2 separate regions of the Mus musculus genome follow, and region 2 is linked to region 1. A link is a contact called in public Hi-C data. All regions are on one chromosome and are shown on one strand. Each heading gives the region's core, a stretch centred on a gene start, on an enhancer-like site or on the middle of the called end of the contact. The rest is flanking DNA. Distances are from core to core; before and after follow the strand shown.

Region 1 (7,015 bases), core at 2,638-5,137:
GGGGGTGGAGCAGGAAGATATGAATCTGGGAGATGTGAGATGGAATTGGCAAGCTAGGGACTGTCCTGGTCCTTTTCTGTTGCTGTACAGAAGACCCAAGGATTAAGACTTTATAAAGAAACAGGGGCTATTTGGCTCATAGTTTGGAAAGCTGGGAATCTAAGAACACAATGCCAGACTCTTGGGTTTCAGGAGAAAGACTCATACTGATCCAGACATGGCATAAAGTGGAAGAAGGAATGGGTGTGGCTGAACGGGAGCTGGGAAACGGGCAGAACAGCTAACTGTCCCTAAAGTTCCATTTCTGAGGGCTCCATTCCCGTGACCCACACATCTCCCACTAAAGCCTACATCTGAATGCTACTACATAGATTAATTAAGCCCCAACATGAGTTTTGGTGAAGACAAACCATACTGGACCCATAGCAGGCATCAGCTTGATCAAGGCTTGAGCCTAGCATGTCAAACACTTTGATTACTCCACTATTCCGAGACCTTCATGTGTGCATTTGATCACATAAAATCATTAACTTTACGGAGCATCCTATAGTCACAGAGCTGGCAACTTCTTTCCTGGCCAAGCTCATGTTGGCAGTGGCTCAAAGGCAATTAAAGTAGACACTAATCTCCCTACAGGTTCACAGGGGAACTTGGTCTCCAAATATGGAGTGGGAATAAACTATGGTACACCCCCTTCCAAATGCTGATCCCTGACTGCAGTCAGAGGCAATCAGAACTAGGTGAGTTCTCTGGCTACTAGGGACACTGTTCTGATGGCAGAATCAAGAATCTGAATGAGTCTTGTCCACGTGTATGTATATGGAACACTGACTTGGTAGAGGAAAAGTTGTCTTTATTTTGTGGATCAGAAGGGCAGTCTGTGTGTTCATGACGCCCTCCTTCCACGTTTTGCTAGGCATTAAATCCATAGTTCACAGTCAGACTCCAGACAGGATGCTGAACTTGCTAAAAGTCACATAGCTAGCAAGGGTGCCCCCGATGTTGGCTCAGTACCCAGCTCCACACACAAAAGAGCCACGAAGTCTCATAACTTGCTATCATTGACATGAACTCGGGCTGGGTCAGATGGGCTGAGCCTTCACTGGATCCACAGCAGGGATCAGCTCACTTAAGACTTGAGCCTAGTGTGTCAAGGTCACTTGAGTTCACGTGAGCCTAGCATGTCAAAGACATTGACTGCTCCACTATTCTGAGACCTTCATGTGTGTGTTTGATCACTTAAAACGTCAGTCCAGGCCCATTCTGCATCACCAGAATAATCCTGTCCTGTGAAGTCTCAATGAATCAATACAAAAACAAATAGGTAGGCTCTGTAAGAGTGACAAGCCAGAGGATGACCAGTGACATTCTCCTGTATGGATGGAAGAGAACACTCTGGACCTGAGAGACCCTTCCATGGGACAAAAGTGCTGAAAGTGCCCTGTGAGTTTTAAAACTAAATGAAATTTAGCTATTTATTAGAGGGTGAATGGAGCAGACGGGGGAGAAGAGTGATGCTGTAGTGAGTGGGAAGGGACCAAGATCTGGCCTCTCAGGCCTATATACACACATGTATGGTTGGCCACGGTGTCCCTTTAATTGCTCACATCTTTTGGAGTGGAAGGTACTCCTGTTGGGGGGAGATTTGTTCTCGGCCCTTCTCTGGACACGCTAGTAGATCCTTGACTTGGGGCAGTGTCACTCATGATGCTTTCCGTGTATGAATCTGTGCCCAGTCTTTCCCCTTTTATAATGACCACAGTTATAACAGTTATATGGGAGGTACACACCACCTTGGCTCCCACTGTATTACATATAACCTTCCTGTTTGTGTCTGCAAACTGTCCATTGAAGCCCTTCTTCCAACCTGGCACATAGTGTATGCGTCTATAACAACAATAGCAATTATTGATGCTCCTGCCTTCTGAGGTTGTGCAACAGGGCTTGACGTGAGAAGCTTCATGCTCCCTCTAGACTGTGAGACTCAGCCAGCCTCTGCGCACCAACAAAACAAAGGTGACAAAGGCTATCTTCCAAGATGCTTTGTAACAGACAGACATAAGAAGTTGGGCAGTTATGGCAGCGAGCAAAAAGGGTCATGCCATGACTCACCTTAATTCCAAACCTGAATATAGGTTCCTCCAGGTTCACTTGAAAGGCATTGATGCTGGCTTACAAACAAACAAACAAACAAACAAACAAACAAGCAGCCTTGACCAAGGGGAGAACTGGAAGCCAACACAGAAAAGCAAGTGGGTGAGGTTTACTTACGAACTTAGCATTTAAATGACTTCACTATGAGTCTTTCTTTTTCATGTAGTCAGGATATTTTTCAGATGTTCTTTAATAAAATCATTAGGGTAGAAAAAGCACACAACATCAAGTAACAAGTGACTCTATGCCTAATGTGGAGAGTTGAGAATCTTGCAGACTTGATAGTATTTAGAGACAATTGGGAATCAGGTGATGACAAGGATGCTTTTTCAAGGCAGTGCCCTAAGGATGGGGCCAGACCATCTTCTCAGCATCAGCTGACGCTCTCCGTGGGTTTCTGCCAAAAGAACACGGAGAGAGAAATGACCAGAAAATGAGGCTGCAGAGCAGTAGGTGTGAACCTTCATGGAAGGAGCAGGGACTGGGGTGAAAACAGTTAGCTTGGGTGCTGACTGGGGCCAGGCAGGCTCTGAGCTGGGAGTGTCTTACAGCGGGAGTCCGCTCCAAGAACAGGGATTAACTGGTTTTCAAGTGGTTCCAGCAAACCTTCAGTATGAACTGTTGGAGATGTTGAGTAGGAAGATTTTTGTAAAAACGACAAGTTCATGTGGCTCAAACTAATTCTAGAGAAAATCTCAAATCCTAATTCCTGTACCTATATAATGTGTGGGGGGGGGGGCACAGGCTCTTACCCTGGGAATTCTCAGGGTCTTCTAAAACAGTCTGGTCAGGATGGACTGAAAGTGAAAATTTGGAAGCGGGGCCTCTAGTAGGAAGAACAGCATATGGGCTGCAAAATTTTGTGAGAGACAGTTCCTGGTGCACCCGTGGGATCCAGAGGTGGCACAAGCTCCTGGCATCTGTTCTACTCTCAGGGTCCTCTGGGACTCTCTCTAAAGGAGAACAGGGGAGCGATCTCAGGGGGCCATCCTGAGTGAGCACCGAATGAAATTCTGTCCGGTCCCTTCCCTTAGTGAATGGACATCACCAAGATCCGCAACTGAGGCGAATCTGTCCCTGCCACTTGTTCAGCTGGAAGTAAACGTCTCGCCATCATTTGCATGGCCAGCTCCTATTTAAGGAGAGAGCCGCGCTATTTTATCTCTCCTTTCAGCCCTCCCTCACCCATCCCTGCACCTAGACCTCACAGCTTCCTTGGACATTGCAGGGCTTTATTCTTGCTCAGGTCAATAGGCAAAGCTTTCACTACCCACCCAGGTGGTGGGCAAATCAGTCACTTAAAGCGCCTTGCATGTGTGACCTGGGATTCTCGGGGTTTCTCGGTGGGCACTGAGTGAGGGGTCCTCTTGGGAGCTGAGTGAGGGCTCCTCTTGGGTGACCTGGTTCTGCTTGCGGAGGGGATACAAATCTAACAGAGCTGTTCCTCCCTCTACTGGGAATTTCTGCGTTTTTTAAACGCCTCCGAAGACTCATAGAGGGGTGGGCTCCACTGTACATAGGAGGGGAAACCGAGGCTCAAAGAGTCAGGAGTGGTGCCCAAGGTCACGTGGCCCCTTGGGCGTGCGGGATCCCGGGCGCTGAGTTGGGCGCGGACTCTGTCCGCCCAGGATCGGGGCTCTTGGGGCTCGCCTGTCGCAGCACGGTCGCCGCAGAGGACCACTGCCGGGGCGCGGGCGGGCGCCAGTGCGCAGGCGCGGCGGGCGGGAGGGGACGCGCTCGGGGCGCGCGCGCTGGGCAGCCGGCGCCCCAACTCCGCCCGCCCCGCGCCCCGGCGCCTCGCCGCCCGCCGCCCGCCCGCCCCGGGGCCGCCGGCCGGCGCCCCGGCGCCCCGGGCCGGCGAGGGGCGCGCCCGTGGCCGCGGCCGCTGCATGGCGCTGAGATGGCGGGGGCGCCGCGCGGCCAAGGCGGCGGCGGAGGCGCGGGCGAGCCCGGGGGCGCAGAGCGGGCGGCCGGGCCGGGCGGCCGGCGTGGGTTCCGGGCGTGTGGCGAGGAGTTCGCGTGCCCCGAGCTGGAGGCGCTGTTCCGCGGCTACACGTTGCGGCTGGAGCAGGCGGCCACGCTGAAAGCGCTGGCTGTGCTCAGCCTACTGGCGGGCGCCCTGGCGCTGGCTGAGCTGCTGGGCGCACCGGGGCCAGCGCCGGGCCTCGCCAAGGGGTCGCACCCAGTGCACTGCATCCTTTTCCTGGCGCTGTTCGTGGTCACCAATGTCCGATCCCTGCAGGTGTCCCAGCTGCAGCAGGTCGGTCAGCTGGCGCTGTTCTTCAGCCTCACCTTCGCGCTACTCTGCTGCCCCTTCGCGCTGGGCGGCCCCGCGAGGAGCTCTGCAGGAGGCGCAATGGGCTCGACGGTCGCCGAGCAGGGGGTTTGGCAACTCCTTTTGGTCACCTTCGTGTCCTATGCCTTGCTGCCCGTGCGCAGCCTACTGGCCATCGGCTTCGGGCTGGTGGTGGCTGCCTCGCACTTACTGGTCACAGCCGCCTTGGTCCCTGCCAAGCGCCCACGTCTCTGGAGGACGGTAAGTGGCACCACGAGTCCCCCATTGGGTTGGAGACACATCTGCCAGCAGCACTGGAGGTGGCAGGAGTTTAACGTTCTTCCTATGGAGAAGGTGGGGAAACTGAGGTTCTGAAGGTGGGACAGGTGTTCAAGGTCAACAGCAAACTGAGGATGCAGTGGAGGAGCTAGCACCCTCCACCCGGTGTTTCTTACGAGATAAGAGTCCCTAGCGTCTTTAGGGTGGAGACGAGAGACTGGTGTGTGGTGGTGGTGGTGGTGGTGACAGGCCCAAGGTCAGGCAGTAGGGTACCGAGCTCAAGTGGGGGACCCAAGCCTGATCCACCGCGCCGGGTTGTACCCGTGTCCCTCAGTAGAGGTACTGAAAAGTGGGAGGGTGCGCGGTCTCCAGGCCAGGCTTCTAGGCTGGCAGAGCGCGCAGCCCCTGGGTTCCTCTCCAGCTCGCCTGGAGCGCATCTGGGGCTCGCTTCTCAATTTCGCGGACCCGAGGGAGCAGTTAGTGGGAAGGGAAGCACTTTGAACCCCACCAGTATCGCTAACCACCCCGGTGTGAATCCGAATTCTGCCCTGAAGGAGAGGAGTTTGCCAAGGTCACACATAGTCTGGTCTCCACAGCTTCTGCTCCCAGTCCTAACCCTGGCTCCATGGAGCCTGAACTTTGTCTCTTTCAACTTGGGTGGGCGAGGGGGCTGCCGGGCCAAGGGCATAGGACTTGACTCCTCCTGGGGATTCTCCTGGACCCCAGAGGTTCCCGTTCCCCATACCACCGCACCCAAGCAGGTGGAGGTGAACCTGGAGGCTGTTCCCAGGAGTTTGGGACCTTCCCCTTCGCTGGCCCTGCCCAGGCGTGGCATCTGAGGGAGGGGTTTGTTCCAGGGCTAGCAGTGGGAGGGAGACGAGAGACAGAAAGGTGGGAGAGTCCATCTAAGGAAAGAAGGTAGCTTCTTCGAGCATATGGGAAGTTGTGGGGGGCTGGGCTAGGCACAGAATCCAAACTGGGGGGACACTAACTGGTGTTTTTGAGAGAGGTGACTGTCAGTCAGCTGTACCTGCTGCCTGTAAGACCAACACAAACACCCAGACTCTGATGGCAGGGAGCGGTACTTAGACTTAGGGGCCATGATGACAGGTTTATTGCTGAGCATTCACTGTAGGGCTGGAGAGACAGCTGTAGACTCAGGACCGTGGTGGGTTCTCTAGGTGCCTTAAAAGGCTGTGTTCTTAGTTTCTTTATTTCTCTTCTACACAGCCTCTAGGCATTCCTTTTAAAGAAAGGATTAGGGAGGAGTCTGCAAAGGTGCTAGTGCCCCTCCCTCTGGGATAGAGGAGCCCTTGTCATTTCAGTGGGGGAAAGAAGCCCATTGTGAAAACAAGGGTTCTTAGGTAGCCTGTGGTACCCAGGTTTCCCCGTGACTAGCCTCCAATCTGATATAAATCCCTCCCTCACCAAAACTCAGCCTCTGCCCCGCCTCCTTCTCACCCCCCCCCCCGCCTCCCCAAGGGAAGATGCTGCCTCCCACAGAGATGGTTTGAATGTAAGAAGTCCATAAGGAAAGCATGTGTTGAAAATCTGCCATTTCTAAGGCATTTTATCCTCTACTCCCTTATCAACACATAAATGGGGCCAAGTGGGAAAACCTGAGGTAAAGAGAAGCTGGTCCCCAAAGATTTCAATGTCTTCCCATCAGGAAATCCTAGGCACCCTGCAGTGTGTTAGTGAACTCTGCCACTTAGTATCTGAGAGGCCTGTACCTCACGGCTGTGGCCACCTCCCTTCAGACCCTGTCACCTCTGCTGCCGCACAGCCTTTTGCTGATGGCCCTGCCTCCTCACCTCCGAATTCTAGACAGACAGTACCCAAGAGGGCATGGGGCAGATGCAGAAGGAGGGAGGGAAGCCGTGCTGCAGGGTGGCCCTTGCTGCATACACAGGGGTCGGATGCTGTTTGAGGGTGTTAGGAGCCTGCTGGGGCTGAGTCCTGTGAGATCTCCACCTCAGGTTCACACCCCAGTCTCAGAACTACAACCCCAGCTTCCAGTCAAGGGCAGAGGCTCAGAGCAAACTGACACTTGGTACTGGGGTTTGTGTAGGTGCGCTTGTGAGGGTCTCCTTACTCTGTTCAGGGGAGCAAGTCCCTTCCAGAACCATGGCCCATCTTCAGGAGGGTCCTCAGAGCCTTCTGAGGTGAGGTAGCCGAGCAGGCCCTTTCCTTGGAGTGCTCTTGAGGGGAGGGATTCTTGAGAAAAGCGAGCCTGGGCTTGCCTAGCCACCAGCTCAGGACCTCTACCCACAGTGGTCCCCTCCTTCCCTGTCCTTTCTGAGGCTG
Region 2 (6,775 bases), core at 1,519-4,018, 97 kb after region 1:
TGGCCCATCCTCCACCCCTCTCCGTGCGTCCATCCTCTTTCCAACTCCAGTACTGGCCCCTCTGTTTTCCTATTCTGTGTTTTACTATCCCCTCTCCTGTAAGTCACAGACTGTTAAAGGGTGTTTTATTTTTTAAGCAAAGGATATTCAATTATGTTGTTTTTATTGAAGCATTATTGATAGTGACAATAATTATTTGGGGGAGGATAAATATTGTTGTGCCATTAATACAACCAAGCTGTTTTTTAAATATGTCTTTCCTCTTAATCTTACCCTTTAAAAGCTTTCCTTTGGGGTAATTAGTATGTAGCATGTTAAATATAATCAGTGATACATTTTCCACGATGAGGAGGATGTTTACAATGTCATGTTGATGGGAATGGGGGATAAAAAGATTGAGGCCAGAAGTCAGGGGCTACTGGCCTGTGAGACATCTAAGCAAGTGACAGACTTACCCTATGGGAAACCTGCTGCCAGAGAGCCACCCTCAGGGCAGAAGTGTGCCCAACTCTCTGATGTTGTTCTCTTTCCAGCAGAGGTCATGGACCCTGAGCCCCCTTCAGAATTGTCAGTGGCCATGTCCTGTTGTTTGCAGAGCTGGCTCCAGTCTGTCCGGGCAGTGGTGGCCAGTGTCCCTTCTGGTTAGACCTGGAGTCTGAAGCCCAAGCGTGTCTTTCTTGTGTCTCTATACACTACAACCTAACCCTTTCTATTGGAGTACGCTAATTCACTGGTTTTGGTTTTGCTTTGTTTTTGTTTTTTAATCACTTTGGGCTCCTGCACCCAGCTTGGACTTTCACACCGTGCTCCCTGCTCCTCACCACACCTCTTAGATTGCGCCCTCTCTCTTCACATTGCTCCTTAGAATCACTGCTTCTTGGTATCATGCCAGGAAATCTAACTGTGTAACTGGTAAATAAACTCTAGAGAGAGTAGGGTAACCCTCCCCAAAGCCTTTGAAAATACAGCTCTAGGAACAGTGCCTCTAACGATGGATGACAAGATGCTATAGCACGGAGATGTGTCTGCCCTGTCCTGTGTATCACTGCCCACCAAAGGACAGATGTCTTCTATGGCAGGCCACAAGCATCAAAAGCACTATGGTGGCATTTCTGCCACACCAGTTTCATAAATGGTAACAACACACACCTAGACCGTTTCTCAAGCCAAATCCTTTAGAGAGTCAAGTTTTTTGTTTGCTTTTTGTTTTTGTTTTTCAAGATAGGATTTCTCTTTGTAGCCCTAGCTGTCCTAGAACTAGCTCTGTAGACAAGGCTGGCCTCAAACTCATAGATCCGCCTGCCTCTGCCTCCTAAGTGCTGGGATTAAAGATGTGCACCACCACCCTGCCTGGCAATGGTTAAGTTTTGTAGCAGCGATACCTTCTGCGTCTGAAAACTATGGCATATGATATGCCACTAGACCCCACTGACAGCATCCCTTAAGGCTCATGGTGGCCCATACATGGAGCCAGCCCTGACACTTTTTTCTTAGCACTATAGGGCCATAGTTCGTGGTAAGCAGGCTAGGACTGGCTATTCCTGCCATCCTTTTGTCCACTTCTTAGGGCTTCATCTTCTGCTTGTGGTTCAGAGAGTGTGTGCTCCTAGATCCACCCCAGCCCAGCATTCTGGTCTCAGTGCCAGTGGGATTCAAATTCTTGTGGAGGCAACAGAAGTTCTGGGAAAGGTCGATCAGAGGGCTGTCTGGGTCTGGTGCAGTCTGGGGTGGCCACATAGGTTCCTAAGAGATATTTATGAGATGGGATCTGGGGAATTAGACCCTGGAAATGGGGAACCATTCTCAAACACTGAAAATTGCAATGGTGGGGTAGTGAGTCCCTCAACCCTGCATTAAGGCTCTGGTCTTTGTGTCTGGTATGAAAGATGAAGTGTATTCATGTGGACCATCCATGCATCTAGAGCCCCGCATGGATGATCCTTGACATTGAAGCAGCATGCTACACCCCCCTTTCCCACTCCACTCCCATGAGAATTTACTCCAGACACTCAGAGAATAAGGAAAAAGCTCTTTAATAGCATACATCCTGCTCTGGCTAACACCCAACGAGAAACCAGCCATGAAACTTTTAACAGCTTATATAGGTCATAGGCTTCAACATTCCACATATAAAGTTACACTTTGAGCAATTAAGCAGAGACAGAAAACTTCAAGTCTGATCGCAGTTACTTTTAATGTAGAGCAATGCTGTTCCTTTCCAGTAGTTGTTACCCCAGGTCATCCTGCCTGGCAGATGTATGCTCTCCTTGGTGATAGAGCCAGGGTAGAGGTGTGTTCTTTGATATGGAGATAGGTCTTAGTTGGCCACAATCTTAGTGAACTAAACCCTAGCAGGAATGTATTCCCAGAAAGCCTGAAGTTCAGTTATGTTAGAGGCACACGATGTTTCCTGCCGTTCCTAGCAAGCCTGCCTAGGGTGGTGCTCAACTTCTAGGGGAATAAGAGGTAGGGCTTCTTCAGCTACAGTCTACTTTGTGTGCTTCAGTATTCCCTAAGCAAGCTTATTGGTAGATGCTTTATCATTAATTTATCACTCCCGTTCTTTCCTGTATCAAGGTGTCATGGTGGGAGGGTGAGAGCAGCATGAGGGTTGAGATTCATGACCTCTGACCCCCAGGCGGAGGAGGAACGGGATGACATGGAGAGAGTCAAGCTGGACAACAAGAGGATCCTCTTCAATCTCCTGCCAGCTCACGTCGCACAGCACTTCCTCATGTCCAATCCCCGGAACATGGTGAGTGAGTGCCAGGGCTCCATGGGGCCTGCTGGCTGGCAGGACTTCCAGGTCTGCCACTGGAATGCAGCTCAGTGTGGCCCACTCTGTGTCCTTCTGCTTTGCCTGTGGCCTTTAGCAAGCCCTGATTTAGCTGCTCGGCTCTGCCTGGCCATGCTATCAGCTCCCCTGGAATGGATAACTTCTGGTCTACCAGGAAACTCTGGGGAAATTAGGTTGGCAGGTATGCATTTCTTTCCCCTCCCTTCCATTCCGTCGTGGGCTGGCCTGCAGTGTTCATAACAAAATGCAGAGAGGAGAAATTCGTTTTCAAGACTGGATTATTTCAAATGGCTTCCCTAATGTGGGGTCAATAGGTGCTGAAAAAGGAGAGCATGCTCATGTGTCTGACTATCCGTTGCTATGTCTGCTTGAAATGTGGGGATTCGCTTTCCCTCCTCTGCATGGAATGTTTGGCCAGAGCTCCTCACAGCCCTGCCTGCTGCAGTTGCTATGGCCACCAGCACAGCATAAGGGAGATGCGTACAAAGGCCAAGCTGAAAAGTAAAAAAGTCCAGGCTGGCTTCTATAGTTCTAGGGGAAGGGACAAAGCCTGGGGGTTCAGCCTTAAGCTCCTCCAGCCGGAAGCAGCTGCTGTGGTTTCTGTACAATCAGCTGAGCCTTAGAACCAGGAAATGTGCAGCTTTCATAAGCCCTGCCCTCTTCCCTGCTATTCTTCCCCTAGGAGGCTCAAAAGGACAAAGCTGACCACCCAGGATTTGCCCATTCAGTGCCCTGTACAACCTGGAGCTCACAGCATTCCCACAGCATTACCTGTGGAACCAACTGGGCCCCTATGGCCTGTCTCCTATGGCCTGGCTTGTTGGTTCCCCTATGGCTTGGCTTTCCAAAGCTGCTCTTGTTGGTTGGCCGTATCTGGCACTGCACGGTGGTTCTGACCCCTCCTGCCTTTGCAGGACCTCTACTACCAGTCCTACTCCCAGGTGGGCGTCATGTTTGCCTCCATCCCCAACTTCAATGACTTCTACATAGAACTGGATGGCAACAACATGGGTGTTGAGTGTCTGCGGCTCCTCAACGAGATCATTGCCGACTTTGATGAGGTGAGGCTGCAGCATCCACTCACAGGGTAGCAAGGATGACCTTCCATGGACCCAAATCCTGCTGTGTCCACTGTGTCTCCAGTAGGGTCCAGGACAGAGCATCTTGGCTCTAGGAGAGGGCAAAGGGCTGGGTAGCGTTCACTCTTGGAGGGCAGGTAGGAACTTCTTGGACCTTCCCCAGCCAGGCACTGTGTTTGCCCCAGCCCTGGAGCCTCTTTCCTTGGTGACAGTGAGCTTGGCTTCAGAGACAGGGGTTGTATCTTGCTGTACTTCCTGGATGCCTCTTTCATGCAGAGTGACAGACCCAAAACAGACCAGAGGAGCTGTTGTGCACAATTTGATGGCCACCTCCTCTGTTGCCCCCTAGTGGATGTTGGCTATATGACATCTCGTGATATTAACAGTTTTCTTGTGTTTTAAACAAAGCTCATGGACAAGGACTTCTATAAGGACCTGGAGAAGATTAAGACCATTGGGAGCACTTACATGGCTGCCGTGGGGCTGGCGCCCACAGCAGGAACCAGGGTAAGCAGGTCTTAGGGCACTGGTTCAGGCATGGGCCAGGTCAGGGCCCCATACTGGCGTTAGTTCCTCTACGCCTGACTAGGGAAGAAGATCCTACGCTATCTTGCCATTGGCTGGTTCTGTCTAGATACCCAATCTTAGAAAAGCCCTTAAGCCCTCCTCACCAGATACCTCCCTTTGCTCCAAGACTTGGGATGCTGAAAACGACCCCCCCAGACTCCCACCCAGTAGAATTGTGAAAATGACATGGCTCTGAGGCTCCAAAGGAGATTGATTCCATGATTGACACTGTCCCAGAGCAGGGATCATTTTGCCAAACATTTAAGGAACGAATGCTGTCAGTCACCTCCAGCTGTTTCCAGGAGACAGGCAGAGGGAAGGCTTCAGACTCATCCTAGGCCACACCCTCATACCAAAACTACACAACGACATCACAGGGAAGAAAAGCCACAGGTCACTATTTGCCTCTCACAAATGCAAATGCATAAACTCCTCATCAAACATTAGCAAATAGAGTCAAACACTAAGTAAAGTGAATCCTACCTGAGGGACAGGTAGGATTTATTCCAGGTACAAAACACTGGTTTAATATTCCAAAATGAATTTGTGAAATTTACCCGATCAACATAAGATCCAAAAAACGAATGCAAAAATCCATTTGATCCAAGACTCATTCCTGAATAAACGTGATTAAAATCAGAAAAAAAAAGGAGACTTCTAAGTTGACAAAGAACACAAATAAAAACCCTATAGCTGAGCGTTGTATCTAATGGAGATAAAACTTGCCAGCTCGGGATCAGGAGCATTACAAGAATATCCCTTCTCATCAGCATTAATATTCGTACTGAAATCAGGATTTTGCTAAATAGTCTAGTTGGGACTTGAACCACTATGTAGCCCAAGTTGGCAATGAATCCCAATCCCTCTCCCTTCGTCTCCTGATTCCCAGGACTGTAGGAGCACACCAGGATACCTGACTCATACCCACTTAAATTCAACAGCGTTCTGGAAGTCCTAGCTAAGGCCCTAGGACAAGAGGAGATAAAGCACATATAGATTTTGAAGGAAGAAAGAGAATTATCCGTCTTTGCAGATGACATGATAATATATGTGGAAAGGCTGAACAAATGAGTGATGATGGGTGGGTGGGGGATGGGTACATGACACTCCTAACCAGTGAACAAATGAGTGAGGCAGGATCCAGGGTTCACATGTAAAAGTCAGTCCTTCTCTCTATAATAGCAATGAACAGTTGCTATTTGAAATTCCAGACATAATGCCACTTATATTAGTGCTAAAGTATAATACCAGGTATAAATATAACTTGGAATATATAAGAGCTATATAAGGAAAACTATTCCATGTCCCTGCACAGAAAAGATGACTGCTGTCAAGATATCAGTGCTTTTAAATTTGATTTATGAAATTAATTTAGTCTCAGTCAAAATTTTATCAGGAAATCTCATGACCTTGACAAACTGAACCTAAATTTATACTGACAAAGGATCCAGAAGAAGCCAAGACAATCCTGGAGAACTAACCAGACAGCTACAGCAGTCACATAGTGTAGTGTCCTGGGACAGAGTGCCCAGAAAGAGACACATAGAACTATGCCCAGTTGATCTCCATTTTAATACAATAGTTGCATATTCATACGAAAACCACAACCAAGATAAAGATGTCCTGCTCTTCATAAGATCAATTCAAGTAAAGCGATTAACCTAAATGTAGACTAAAAGTCTAAAAACCTCTGGACATTGGAGAAAATCTAGATGGTCCTGAGTTTGGGATGGTTCTTTTTAGACTTTACACCGAAGTATAATACCAGTAGCATAAATCCTGAAAGAAAAGATTATTTTAGTTGGACTCCGTCAAATGAACCTCCTACTCTGTAAGCAACGTTGTGAAGGAACAGTCTGTCTGCAGGCTGGAGGAAAATTTGCCACCTATCTGATAAAGGACTTATACTTAAAATAAAATTTTAAAAAACCTGTAAGATTATAAAAAAAAAATCAGAAAAATGCCAAACTAGTTAAAAACGGGAAGTCTGGATAGGGGTCCATCAGTGAAGATGTAGAGAGGCAAGGAAAGACATGAGAAGATGTCCCATATTTTAAGTTCTTAGGGAGGAGATTAAAGCATTAGCATTGAACCACATTGACCTATTCAAACAACCCAAATCCAGAACACTGGAACCACTGGGTGCTGGGAGTCTGCGGGCAAAAGGAACTCTTGTTGCTTACTGCTGGGGAGGCAAAATGCTCCAGTGACTGTGGGTACAGTTTGACAACTTCTTACAAAGCCGTTCAACTGTTACCAGCGCCTGCAAACCCGGCAACTGCAGTCCTTGGTGTTCACCAAAACGAGACGCACGCTTACATCCACACAGACA

The links. Hi-C and Micro-C count contacts between places; a contact is called where the count stands out from the background.
Region 2: a contact with region 1 is called in a Hi-C map of cerebral cortex, with 2.2 times the contacts expected there. The contact joins the enhancer-like site here to the promoter of Adcy1 in region 1. A contact is called at or near these places in 1 of 39 promoter capture datasets (hippocampal neurons), 4 of 484 Hi-C or Micro-C datasets (cerebellum, cerebral cortex, nephron progenitors and 1 more) and 3 of 9 other capture datasets (adipose tissue, liver and pancreatic islet).

The regions. Positions count from the first base shown.
Region 1 is chr11:7,059,546-7,066,560 of GRCm38.p6, forward strand. It overlaps Adcy1 (adenylate cyclase 1), which reads left to right and starts at 3,888. Exons shown (of 20, transcript NM_009622.2): 1 at 3,888-4,690. The coding sequence starts at 4,055.
Region 2 is chr11:7,157,568-7,164,342 of GRCm38.p6, forward strand. Adcy1 (adenylate cyclase 1) reads left to right here. Exons shown (of 20, transcript NM_009622.2): 15 at 2,639-2,755; 16 at 3,712-3,858; 17 at 4,285-4,383. Among named protein-coding and RNA genes, the nearest start is that of Ccdc201, 28 kb to the right of the region's middle. Within about 2 kb of position 2,769, at least 71 of the 459 cell types and tissues checked have an H3K27ac peak or open chromatin away from gene starts, as enhancers often do. A contact at or near this core is called in adipose tissue, cerebellum, cerebral cortex and 2 more, where this site is marked.